Linked DNA regions of Mus musculus: region 2 is linked to region 1. A link is a contact called in public Hi-C data. All regions are on one chromosome and are shown on one strand. The core of a region is the stretch at or near the end of the contact, and the rest is flanking DNA. Distances in the headings are between cores, read along the strand shown. Region 1 overlaps Adck1 (aarF domain containing kinase 1). Region 2 overlaps Nrxn3 (neurexin III).

Evidence for each region. A called contact is a pair of places that touch in the nucleus more often than the background predicts.
Region 2: a Hi-C map of cortical neurons shows a contact between it and region 1, with 4 times the contacts expected there. The contact joins two enhancer-like sites. A contact is called at or near these places in 3 of 484 Hi-C or Micro-C datasets (all in cortical neurons) and 1 of 115 datasets of contacts at active chromatin or transcription factors (astrocytes).

Annotation. Positions count from the first base shown.
Region 1 is chr12:88,386,683-88,393,410 of GRCm38.p6, forward strand. All of the region lies in intron 3 of Adck1 (aarF domain containing kinase 1), which reads left to right. Among named protein-coding and RNA genes, the nearest start is that of 3200001D21Rik, 13 kb to the left of the region's middle. Within about 2 kb of position 2,284, at least 19 of the 459 cell types and tissues checked have an H3K27ac peak or open chromatin away from gene starts, as enhancers often do. A contact at or near this core is called in cortical neurons, where this site is marked.
Region 2 is chr12:89,379,961-89,386,688 of GRCm38.p6, forward strand. The region is part of intron 9 of Nrxn3 (neurexin III); the gene reads left to right. Among named protein-coding and RNA genes, the nearest start is that of Gm40537, 410 kb to the left of the region's middle. Within about 2 kb of position 3,496, at least 8 of the 459 cell types and tissues checked have an H3K27ac peak or open chromatin away from gene starts, as enhancers often do. A contact at or near this core is called in cortical neurons, where this site is marked.

The DNA of each region.
Region 1 (6,728 bases), core at 1,034-3,533:
GCTCAGAGTGATTCTGTGTGGACAAAATGTGTCAGCAAGTGGTGTTCCCTGTGGAGGCTCTGGGGGAACATTCATCTCTTTGATTTTTCTGATTCCTTCCCTCCTGTCCACTTCTCTCCCTTCCTTCCTTCCTTCCTTCCTTCCTTCCTTCCTTCCTTCCTTCCTTCCTTCCTTTTCTCTGTCTTTCCTTTTTTTGAGACAAGGTCTCACTATTTAACCTTGGTGGGCCTAGAACTTATTGTATAGACCAAGCTGTCCTTGAATTCATAGAGATCCTCCTGCCCCCGATTCTGCTGTGATTAAAGGTGTGTGCCACCATATCTGTGATGGTTTGAAAGAAAATTACCCCTCTAGGCCCAGAGGGAGTGATACTATTAGGAGGAATGGCCTTTGGAGTAGTTGTGGCTTTGTAGGAGGAGATGTGTCACTAAGGGATGGGCTTTGAAGTTTCTGATGCTGCCTAGTGTCACTCTTTCTTCCTGTTGATCCAGATGTAGAACTCTCAACTCCTTTCTAGCATCATGTCTGCCTGTGTGCCTCCAGGATAATAATGGACTAAACCTCTAAAATGGTAAGCCAGCCCCAATTAAATGCTTTCCTTAATTAATTAATTAATGTTTTTTTGAGACAGGATTTTTCCGTGTAGTCCTGGTTGTCCTGAACTTGCTCTGAAGACCAGGCTGGCCTCGAGATCCACTTACCTGTCTCCCAAGTACTGGAATTAAAGGCATGCACCACCACTGCCCAGAAAATGTTGTCCTTTATAAGAGTTGCTATGGCCATGGTCTCTTTCCAGCAATAGAAACCGTAGTTAAGACAACACCTGACTAGCTTTCTGGTTTTTATAGATGCCCCAGGTGTCTTGGCTCATGATCCTCTCTTCCCGTCTTCCAGGCCAGCAGCGTCTGGTCTAGTTCTTGTGCTGCTGTCTCTCTAGTGCTCCCCTGCCTTTGTCTTCCTTTCAAGAGCTGTGCAGATTACCCCTGTGTACCTGGGCAATGTCCCTCTCATCTCCCTAGCTCAGGGTCGTGGGATTATTAGCAGCCTGATTTTCTTCTGCAGGGTGTGAACTGCTGTTGGCTCTGTTAGGAAAACAAATCTCACTATGAAGAGTCCTAAATGTTGATACAAAGCCCAGAGAGTAATAAAATGAATGCTGTACCTGGTGCCTCTGCCTGAAATATGTTGTCCTAATTCTTGTTTACGTATCACCGAGGGACTTTAAGCTGTAATTCCTGTCTACTTCCCTAAGCCAGGTCACTTTTCTATGGCATCACAGTGTCTTTAGTACATGTGATTAGACTAACAAGTGTCAATGTTATTTGTATTAGTCAGGATCCTCTAGGTTCTGAACTTCCTAATGCTACAACACTTTAATACAGTTCCTCATGTTGTAGTGACCCCAATCATAAAATTATCACGTTGCTACTTCATAACTGTTATGAATTGTAATATAAATACTTTATAAGCAGGATATCTGATATAAGACCCCCCAAAAGGGGTTGCAACCCACAGGCCGAGAGGAACAGAACACAGAACATGAATGTATACAAAGTGGTATAATTAGATTAGCTGACCTGGACAGGTTAGGCAGTCCAGCAATGTCTCTTTGTTCACTGGAAAGGCTGAGAGCCCTGTAGCTTCTGACTGTAGGAGGATGGATACCTCTGCAGTTCCAGTCTGGCACCAAAGGCCTGGAAGATTCCCAGAGACCCACCAATCTTCAGCTCTCATAGGAAGGCCCAAGAAGCTGGGTTCTGGTATTAGCGAAGGATAGCAGCCGTGGTGGTGGCAGCAGCAACAGCGGCAGAGTAGATGTACTTAGTCACAAGATGCAAAGGCAAGCAGGCAAAAGTAGCATTACCGCCATTTCCTCAGCTCTCTTTTTGTCTGGGCTTCTGTTGGAAGGTACTGTCCACTCGGGGGACATTCCCCCTCAGATAACTCTTCCGGGGAAGCATGTCTCTTAGATGATTTCATACCCACTCAAGTTGAAAGCACATTGTCTAACCACTACCTGTAGTCAGTTTTCCCTCGCTTCCCTACCTAACGTTCTCCATATGCCCCCAAACCTGCTCAGCGTCACTCTCCTTCTAAGAGTGAGGTCTTCTTGCCTGTATCTTTTGAGGGTTTGTTTTGATTTCTGCTGTCAGCCATGAGAGTATAAGACTGTATAGATGTGAAAAAGAGACTGTCATCCCACATTCAGGCGGGTATCCTGAACAAGCACAGCGAGCCAAGAGGGGATGCAGGCTGTCTGGGTGTGTTATTCTGCTCATGGCCTTGGCATTTGTTATTCTTGTCTGTAGCAGCCATTCCAGAAATGCCCCCACTTTTCCGGTCGCCGAGCAACTGTGAGAACAAATTAATTATGCATTTTCTCACTGTGTGTGATTAAGGGGCAGATGGAGGGAAGGGTTCTCTGTAGCTTTTCTGGCCATGAAGTTCCCAAATGGATAGTCTCCAGATTGACGAGTTCAGGTCCCCAACTCCTGTGGGCATCTGTGCAGGCAGGCTTGCTCTTTGGCAAGGGGAGCCCCAAGTTGCAAGTAATAACATTGTTATTCTCTTAAATTTGCAACTCGTTTACTGTTTGCTGAGTGCTTGTAGTTAGTTGTGACAGCTCATTTGATGGAATTCCAGGGATCCCGGGACATCTTTTACTTTACAACTCCCTAAATTATTGTTGGTGATGTTAACTCCACCACTAGAGACGAGTTCCTTCAGCCTAAAACTCCGTTCCCTATTAAGATATAGGTGTTGGTCCAGGAGATGGCTCATTGCCATGCAAGTCTGAGGGTCTGAGTTCAGTTCCCAGAAGCCATGTTTGAAGAAAGCCAGATAAATGTGTTGGTGCACACCCTTAATCCCGGTGCTTGGGAGAAGGAGGCAGGCAGATCTTGGTGAGCTGGAGGTCAGCCTGTCCCACATGGCATTCGCCATGCCGGCCAGAGTTCCATGGTAAGACTCTTTGTAATTAGTTGCTTTTCTTTTGCAGTGATAAAACACCATTGCCAAGGCACTTACAGAGGAGCTGGGAACACACACTCGTTGATCTGGAAAGCTATCATTTTAATTTCTGTTTCTTTAGAAATACAATGGCATGATGCACCCAGACCACCTAACTCATAACCCTGCCTTGGCTTAGACTCCCTTTCTAGTCTAGACAGGTTTTAAGCTTGGGATCCTTTCACCTCTGAGGGCTGGGGATGCAGGCCTGCATCACCAGGCGTGGCTTGAATGCTGTTCTTTACTAACTGGAGCATCAGTTTCAGATCTTAGTTGATTTTGTTTGATATTTGTCCCTCCTCTCAGGACATAAAGTATGTCATGCTTTCTCTGTCATCTGCATATCTGTTCATTTTCCAATAGTTGTTAGATATTGAGTTTTATCTTTTTGGGTATTATATATTTTGTAATGAATGTTCTTAAATTTTGATCTAAGGCTTTGTTAAGTTTTGGGGGGCTAGTTGGATTTTTTTTCAGGTCTTGCTTTAATATTTGTTAATTGGAATGAGACAGTATTTAGGGTATCTCTGCTTACTGAGGCCGGAACTTTCTGAGTATGAATTATGACGCTTTTTCAGTCTGGGTAGTAAGAAAAGGCTACATGTGAGTCCTCGTACACAACTCTAATTTTTTGGAGTTTGTCTGGACTCTGTCATGTGTTGCATGTGTGTAGGCTGATGAGCCTTAAGCTAAACATCAGGAGATGGACCTTGAATAGATTGCCAGCTCTCCTTTTTTCCCCTTAAATTAGATATTTTCTTTATTTACATTTCAAATGGTATCCTCTTTCCTGGTGTCCCCTCCGAAAACCCTCTATCCCCTCCTCCCCTCCCCCTGCTCATAACCCATCCACTCCCACTTCCTGGCCCTGGCATTCCCCTACACTGGGGCATAGAGCCTTCACAGGACCAAGGACCTTTCCTCGAATTGATGACTAACAAGGCCATCCTCTGCTACATATGCAGCTGGAGCCATGAGTCTCACCATGTGTGCTCTATGGTTGGTGGTTTAGTCCCTGGGAGCTCTGGGGGTACTGGTGAGTTCATATTGTTGTTCCTCCTATGGGGCTGCAAACCCCTTCAGCTCCTTGTGTCCTTTCTCTCATCTTCTGGTGCTCAGTCCAATGGATGACTGTGAGCATTCACCTCTGTATTTGTCAGGCACTGGTAGAGCCTCTCAGGAGACAGCTATAACAGATTCCTGTCAGCAAACACATGTTGGCATCCACAATAGTGTCTGGGTTTGGTGACTGTATATGGGATGGATTCCCAGATACATCCAGGGGCAGTCTCTGGATGGTCTTTTCTTCAGTCTCTGCTCTGCACTTAGTCTTTATAACTCCTTCCATGAGTATTTTGTTCCCCCTTCTAAGAAGGATCGAAGTATCCACACTTTGGTCTTCCTTCTTGATTTTCATGTGGTCTGTGAATTGTATCTTGGGTATTCTGAGGTTCTGGGCTAATATCTACTTATCAGTGAGTGCATACCATGTGTGTTCTTTTGTGATTGGGTTACTCATTCAGGATGATATTTTCTAGTTCCATCCATTTTCCTAAGAATCTCATAAATTCATTGTTTTTAATAGCTGAGTTTAATAGCTCATTTGTGTAAATGTACAACATTTTCTGTTGAGGGACATCTGGGTTGTTTCTAGCTTCTGGCTATTATTAATAAGGCTGCTATGAACATAGTGGAGCATATGTGCTTACTACATGTTGGAACATCTTCTGGGTATATGCCCAGGAGTGGTATAGCTGGGTCCTTAGGTAGTACTATGTCCAATTTTTCTGAGGAACTGCCAGACTGATATCCAGAGTGGTTGTACCAGCTTGCAATCCCACCAGCAGTGGAGGAGTGTTCCTCTTTTTCCACATCCTCGCTAGCATCTGCTATCACCTGAGTTTTTTATCTTAGCCATTTTGACTGGTGTGAGGTGGAATCTCAGGGTTGTTTTGATTTGCATTTCCCTGATAGCTAAGGATGTTGAACATTTCTTTAGGTGCTTCTCAGCCATTTGGTATTCCTCAGTTGAGAATTCTTTATCTCTGTACCCCATTTTTCAATAGGGTTCTTTGGAGTCTAATTTCTTGAGTTCTTTGTATATATTGGATACTAGCCCTCTATTGGATGTAGGATTGGTAAAGATATTTTCCCAATCTGTTGGTTGCTGTTTTGTCCTATTGACAGTGTCCTTTGTCTTACAGAAGCTTTGCAATTTTATGAAGTCCCATTTGTTAATTTTTGATCTTAGAGCATAAGCTATTGGTGTTCTGTTGCAGAAAATTTCCCCTGTGCTCATGTGCTCGAGGCTCTTCCCCACTTCCTTTTCTATTATTTTCAGTGTATCTGGCTTTATATGGAGGTCCTTGATCCACTTGGACTTGGGCTTTGTACAAGGAGATAAGAATGGATCAATTTGCATTCTTCTACAGGCTAACTACCAGTTGAGCCAGCACCTTTTGTTGAAAATGATGTCTGTTTTCCACTGGATGGTTTTAGCTCTCTTGTCAATGATCAAGTGACCATAGGTGTGTGGGTTCATTTCTGGGTCTTCAGTTCTATTCCATTGATCTACCTGCCTGTCACTGTACCAATACCATGCAGTTTTTATCATAATTGCTCTGTAGTACAGCTTGAGGTCATGGATGGTGATTCCACCAGAAGTTCTTTTATTATTGAGAATAGTTTTTGCTATCCTAGGTTTTTTTTTTAATTGTTGTTGTTGTTATTTCAGATGAATTTGCAAATTGCTCTTTCTAACTCTGTGAAGCATTGAGTTTGAATTTTGATGGGGATTGCAAATACCACTAAAATCAGGGACTAGACAAGGCTGCCCACTTTTTTCCTACCTATTTATTCAATATAGTACTGAAGGTTCTAGCCAGAGCAATTAGACAACAAAAGGAGGCCAAAGGGATACAAATTGAAAAGAAAGAAGTCAAACTATCACTATTTTCAGATGATATGATAGTATATATAAGTGACCCCAAAAACTCCACCAGAGAACTCTTAAACCTGATAAACAACTTCTGTGCAGTAGCTGGATATAAAATTAACTCAAAAAAATTAGTGGCCTTCCTCTTCACAAAGGATAAACAGGCGGAGAAAGAAATTAGGGAAGCAACATCATTCAGAATAGTCACAAATAATATAAAATACCTTGGTGTGACTCTAACTAAGGAAGTGAAAGCTCTGTATGATAAGAACTTCAAGTCTCTGAAGAAAGAAATTGAAGAAGATCTTAGAAGATGGAAAGATCTCCCATGCTCATGGATTGGCAGGATTAACGTAGTAAAAATGGCTATCTTGCTGAAAGCAACCTACAGATTCAGTGCAATCCCTATCAAAATTCCAACTCAATTCTTCACAGCTTTCCTTTAGTATTACGTGTCTTTACATCTCTCTCCTCCCCTATGAACTCTTTCTGGACTTAACTCCATCTCTCAACTCAAAGTTGCTTTTTACAGAGAATCTGCTGTAATCTGGGACCACTGTAGGGTTCATCTTCCTTCCTTCCTTCTACCTTCACTGCTGGATGCCTAGGGTTTGAAAACCACTCTGTTATGTTTCAAATGTGAATGAAGGTAACAGAAGTCCCTTTCCTAGGACATTAAGCCTTATGGCCTGGGAGACCTCCAAGTTTAGAAGTTTGGGGTGCAGGGGTGACATTTTATGGCCTTGGTTGTAGTGGGAAGGGCGTGATATGTTTCATTGGACAC
Region 2 (6,728 bases), core at 2,246-4,745, 990 kb after region 1:
ACAATTGATTTATGAAATTCTTGGACAAATGGATGTATCTGGAGGATATCATCCTTAGTGAGGTTACCCAATCACAAAAGAAGTCATTAGATATGCAATCACTGATAAGTGGATATTAGCCCAGAAACATAGAACACCCAAGATATAATTCGCAAAACACAAGAAAATCAAGAAGAGGACACTGTCAATAGGACAAAACAGCAACCAATGGATTGGGAAAAGATCTTTACCAATCCTATATCTGATAGAGGGCTAATATCCATATATACAAAGAACTCAAGAAGTTAGACTTCAGAGAACCAAATAACTCTCCTATCATTTCTTAATAGTAGAAAGGATAAATAAGAAGATAATGTTTATTTGCATCAATGTTTTCATATTTTGATTGTGGTTCAAGCTTATTGAACATATGAGTAGAACCTTCTATTTGTTCACTCAGCTTCACAGAAGTCAAAAACTTACAGTCACACTTTAATCTCATCCAAGACCTTTACACTTAGAAAGCCACTTCTGCATGAGTGTTAAGCCTACTGCTGAAATATAAATAAGTGTAACATTGGTAAATTTACTTAAGACTGTGTCACATGGAAAACATATTTTTCTTCACATTCTTGTTGCAGTCATTCTGCCCCTTCGAAATAATATTGCATGTTTTTGGTGGCTTCATAATCCACTCTCTTTCCAGCTACTGTGCCTCCATATAGCCTGTTTCTCAAAGTGCTGTAGGAACGCTCCATAGAATTTGACAAGCTTCTACCTTGCTCTGACACATATGATACACTGAATCCTTTTAAGCTTTCTTTCAAAATGGGTCTATTTCACCCAAAACTGTACCTGCCTGTCTTAGGGTCTTGTTGCTGTGCAGAGACATAATGACCAGGGTGACTCTTTTAAAGGCAAACATTTAATTGGGGATGGCTTACAGTTTCAGAGGTTTAGTCCATTATCATCATGGTGGAAAGCAGGGCAGCATGCAGGCAGACTTGGATCTAGAGGAGCTGAGAGTTCTACAACTTGATCAGAAGGCAGCCAGGAGGAGACTCACTTCTGCACTGGATATAGCTAGAGATTATATGAGACCTTAAAGAAGTGACACATTTCTTCCAGGGCCATCCATACTCCAATAAGTCCACACCTCCTTACAGTGCCACTCCCTATGGCCAAGCATTGAAACACATGAATCCATTGAGTCCAAACCTATTCAAACCACCAAATTTCACTCTCAGGCCCCCATAGACTTAACTATAACATAATGCAAAATGTTTTTAATTCAACTTCAGAAGTCCCCATAGTCTATCACAAGTCTTAAAATATTTTTAAAGTCCTAAATTCAAAATCTTTTCTGAGATTCTTGTAATTTTTAAAATATGATCCCCTATAAAATCAAAATAAAAAAGCAGATCACATAGTATTAACATCACAGGATATATATCACATTCCAAAATGTCATAGTAAGGAAATATTGGACCAAAGAAAAACCAAAATCCAGCTGGGCAAGCTCAAAACTCCATCTCCATGTCTGATGACCAACTCCTTTCAGCTTTGTTGACTACAACACAATTCTTTCTCTTGGCCTTGTTCCACTCCTTGTTACTGGCTTTTCTTAGGATGTATCCCACAACTCTGACATCTGTAACATTTTTGGGATTTCCAAGGGAACTTTAACTTCATAGAATCTTGTTCCATTGTCTGATCCATACATGATCTTCTGAGCTCCTCTAAAGAGCTTGGATGACTTCTCCAGCTCACCCTCTGTAGAACTCTAGGCTCTAACTTCACTACTATTGCTGTTCTTGGTGATCATTCCACAGTACTGGCATCACCAATTTTCTGGAGTCTTTCACTTCAACTAGCCTTCATCAATAGCCTCTCATAGGCTCTCTTCATGGTGCCAAGCCTCAAATTCTTTGCATGGCCCCTTCATTCCTTGGCCACCAACTGCAACTGAGGCTGGACCTTCACCAGTGTCCTCTTACAGTGCCAAGTCTCAGCTGCTCTTGATGACCCCCTCATGCCTTCTAAAGAAGAACCACCTGGGTAATTCTTAAAGATTACCCGCTGCTAGCATGAAGCCTATCTCTAGAACACAGCTTCATTTTGCTCTCAGAAAACACTTCTGAGAAGATTTAACCTCAATGATGCTGATCTCTTCTTAATCACGGATAATTTCTTAGCTCCAGCTAACCAGCATTAATTGTCCCAGTAACCCCTTCTATTTTTGATTCTAAAGCCAGAACCACATGGCCATAGCTGCCAAGTTCTGCTGCTTGCTGGAGCTGGAACATAGCCTCTTCATTCTATTAAATCTCATGAGTATTATTATTATTATTATTGTTATTGTTATTATTATTGTTATTCCCTTCATTGCCTAAACTTGGCTCTCTTGGAGCTTGCTCTGTAGACTAGGCTGACCTTGAAATCCAAGATCTGCATGCTCTGTCTCCTGAGTGCTGGCATTAAAGACCTATATCACCATGCCTGAACCCAAGCTCTTCTTTACTGGAAACTTGCTCTATAACAGGCTCGCCTTGAACTCAGAGGTCTGCTTACCTCTGTCTCCTGGAATTAAAGGCATGTGCCACCATGTTGGAACCTAAGATTTTCTTTAATTCCTTTTAACAGGATCTATACCTGTTCTGGATTGCCATTATTCCAGATATAGTCAAGTTGACAAGTGAGAATAGCTATTGCAATCGATCCCTTCTCATTTTGACACACAGTCATATCTCTTTATGTCTCAATGAAGACAATAACCAGGTGATAATAATGGCAAACATGATATAACTCTCTATGGTACAACTGCAAATGCATAAACAATAAGCTTAGTTGTGTGGCATCTTGCCCTGAGGACACCACTCCCTTAATTCCATTTAATTTCCTTGAACACAAGAATTAACTCCATTCTACTTCCCAGTGCCACTTTAATACTTGAAACATATATTTTGTTTCTTTGCCTTCATTTTCAATATGTCTGAGTTAGTGCATTGTGCTGGGACTGACAATGTGCACTTTAACAACCATGTTCTACTACTGTGGACAGTTTGCAGATAGGCTGCTTAATAATAATAATAACTTTGCTGCAACTGAATGCTGCAATTTAGAGCTCCTGGGAAGGGAAAATGGTGGGCAAATTAAATCATCTATGTCTTCTGGGCTCTATCTTGAATTTTTTCACAACTTTCTATTTTTGGTTTCATTCCACTGCACAATTAGTGCCTTTTATGTAGGGTACATATTGAGGTATGTGTGGTTTACATTGGTGGGAAGGAAAGGTTTCCACATCAGAGTTAGGCAGGGAATATTAAGTAGACTCAAACTGGGGAAGGTTTGTGGTTGGCTCCTGCAGTGTGTGGGAGTTAACACCTTCTCTGCTGCAATTCAGGATCCAACTAAAATCCGAATACCCTTCTTTTGCACTGAACATTGGAGGGTCCACAAAATAGCAGAGCACCTAAGGCTCTGTCTCGGAAGTCTGATTTCATTAAGGCTAGGCTAAGACTTACTCCTTAACTTGTATCGCCACCTACTGTCCACCTGTGTAAGAGACTTGCTTGTTTTACACAGAATTCCATCTCTAGCCTTAATGCTCAAATTTTTCTTTCTAGAAAATCACCTTTAAGTTCAAAATAGCAGCCAGCTTCCTACTAATATTAAAACTTTTCATGTATGATATCTTTATTTATTTACTTGAAAATACTTATTCAGGCCAGAGAGATGGCTCAGCAGTTAGGAGCAAGGTACTGCTCCTGTACAGGACTTGAGTTTGGTTCCCAGCATTCTTGTCAAGGGACTCACACAGCCTGTAACTTCAGATTTTATCTGGCCTTCTCAGGCACTGCAATTCTGTGCACATATCACACACATGCACACTACACACAGACACACATAAAATTAAGACTACATTTGAAACCGTAAAGACATTATTCCCTTAAGCACTTCACATTGTATCCAGCTATGGATAATGGTCTCTTCGATCCTTCCCAGTGTTCAAGTGGAAATACTTCCCAATCCAATTCCTATCCTTTTCTATTACAGAATGCTTCTTACTTGAGAAGAGTGAGGAATACTGTCCTATAACATTGTTCCTGATTCCTTTTAGAAAGGGGAAGTGTATTTTGAGAAAACCTGTTTCCTCTCAATGTCAGCCATGCTATCTTCAGAACTAGAGATGGAACTCTCCCTTTAGATTGACCATTTCCAAGTTGATTCTTAATTTGGTCATGTGTGAAAATATGCCAGTTATTTGAGCTCCCAGCTTTCATGAAGACCCACTTTTTCAAAGTAGATCGCAAAATAGCAGTATTCAAGAAAACCAATATTTAAATAGCAAAGTCTTGCTTTATGATTTCAGATCTGTGTTATATTGGACAGCATGTTTTCCAGTTGTTTGCTAAGGTCCCAAGGATGGGGATGTATGTAAGGAGACCAAGATGGCTAAACATAGTTTACCTGAGCAGTAATAGATAAAGAAATATAGATAGATGTGAGTAACACAATTCCTTCTTGGTATTAGGCATCAGATGCAGTATTCACCATGGGAAGAAAAGAAAAGCAAAACTTCTGTGTCTTTTTGTTCATCCCTTTGTCTCCACTGCTCAGATGATATCCTGGAGTTTTGGAGTCAAGTCTAACTTGCTTAACTTTCTTAAATTTCCTTCCATTGACCAAGACTTAAAGTATCTCTCTATTTAGAAATCCTCCAGAAAACCTGTTCTAAATCACACTATGACTTCAGGTTAACAGCCTCTGTGGAAAATATTAATTTATTCTTACAACTTTGTGCAGACTTCCTCGATGTCTGGAGACTATTGATGCATAGACATTCCTGGAAATGTGCCTGTCATATAGAATTGAAATCAGGCATGTTAAGCTATTACACTAACAGCAGCTGACATATATTAAGAACTTGTTGCTATCTGCCAAGTGTCCAATGTTACATGGATTATTTAATTTAGAATAACATTGAGAAATTGGTAGTGTTCTTTCTACTTTACAGATTGGAAAGTCAAGGCATATACTGCTCAACTAGCTTAATGTTAGGGACACTTTAGGAACTGGTAGAAAGTGGACTAGCATCCGGAGCCAGCCTTATTGCCAAGTTCATGATCATTAAATGCAAAACCCCAAACTTGTCCCATGTTAAATCCTTCTAAATTGTCATTTTACACTTACTCCTGCAGGGAGAAACGGACATTGTTCTTGGGTCTTCTTTTATGAGTGTAGCTAGATGGTTTTGGTTCAAGATTCCAGTCTTGATTCAGAAACTTTTATATTTTGTTAGAGAAAACTGAACTATTATGGCCAGAATGAGCCCAGAGGGTTCTCTGCAGTGAAGGCCTGGTAATGCTCTGTAACACAGCTGCATGGCTCCAGCTATGGGTTACTCTGGACAGCATAAGTATATTAATTAATTTTCCAATTGCTGCAACAAACTATCTTGAAAAAAAGCCAATTAAAGATGAGTTCATTTTGGTTTGTAGTTCTGGGTAAAACTGTAGCTCAACATAGTGGAGTAGGAATAGAGGTAGGAGCTTGAAGCATCTAGTCATGCTATCAGGATATGGATCTAATGCTAAACTTGTTGTTTATTTATTTATTTTAGTATAGAATAGCATTTATTCAGGGAATGGGGAGGGGAATTGAGAGGGTAGTACAGACAGAGAAATGGAGAGAGAGAGAGAGAGGGGGGAGGGGGAGGGAGGGAGGGAGGGAGAGAGAGAGAGAGAGAGAGAGAGAGAGAGAGAGAGAGAGAGAGAGAGAGAGAGAGAGAGAGAGAGAGAGAGAGAGAGAGAGAGAGAGAGAGAGAAGAGGCTTGCTATGAGCACATAGAGGGAGAGGAGGGAGGGTCAGGGGGGGCAAGAGGACAGACCAGGAGCATGAAGGCAAGAGCTTATTTATTTATTTAACTTTTATGTGTATTGGTATTTTGCCTGCATGTATGTTTGTATGATGATGTAAGATCTTGGCAGTGCAAACAAAACAGTTATGAGCTGCCTTATATGTGCTTGGAATGGAACCTTGGTCTTCTGGAAGGGCAGTCAGTGTTTTTACTCTCTGAGCCATCTCTTCAGCCCCCATTAGCTTGCTATTCTTGTTCCATTCAGGCCAGGTTACCAGCCCAAAGAATAGCACTGCCCTCCATTAGGATCATTCTATCTTGATAGACCAAATCCTGACAGCCCCTCACAGGTCTGCTTCTCTATAGTGGATTCTAGATCCTCTGAAGTTGACACTAAGTAGTAAGAAATCTGCTTTGCATGGATATGAAGGCTCCAGTCTCCTGAGCCACCTTTCTCTCCTCCCGACTGCTCTTCTTTCCTAGATCCTTTCCTCCTTTGCATCCTTCCTTTCTACTTTTACATTTCTCCTTTCTTTCATTCTGAGTATGAAACCCAGGGCCTTATACATGCAAAACACACCAAACTGTCATACAGTTCTATCTAGGATATTCTACATAGCTTTACCTCAATTCATTAAGATCCAGATCTTTGCAGTAAAGGACATGGCAAATTAAAAGAAAGTCTTCATTCCATGCTCTATTGGCCCAGCCCAAAGCCATTGCTTCATGTAATTAGGGCCTGGAAACCTTAGCTATCATTGCCTCAGAAAATGAGGGAAAAAAATTACCCAAGCATTGGTGTTCTTTTTTGAGAAAAAGAAATTTTCCCAGATCTTTGGCCCAGCACTCAGAATGGAAAACCTGTGTTTGTTTGTTTGTTTGCTTGTTT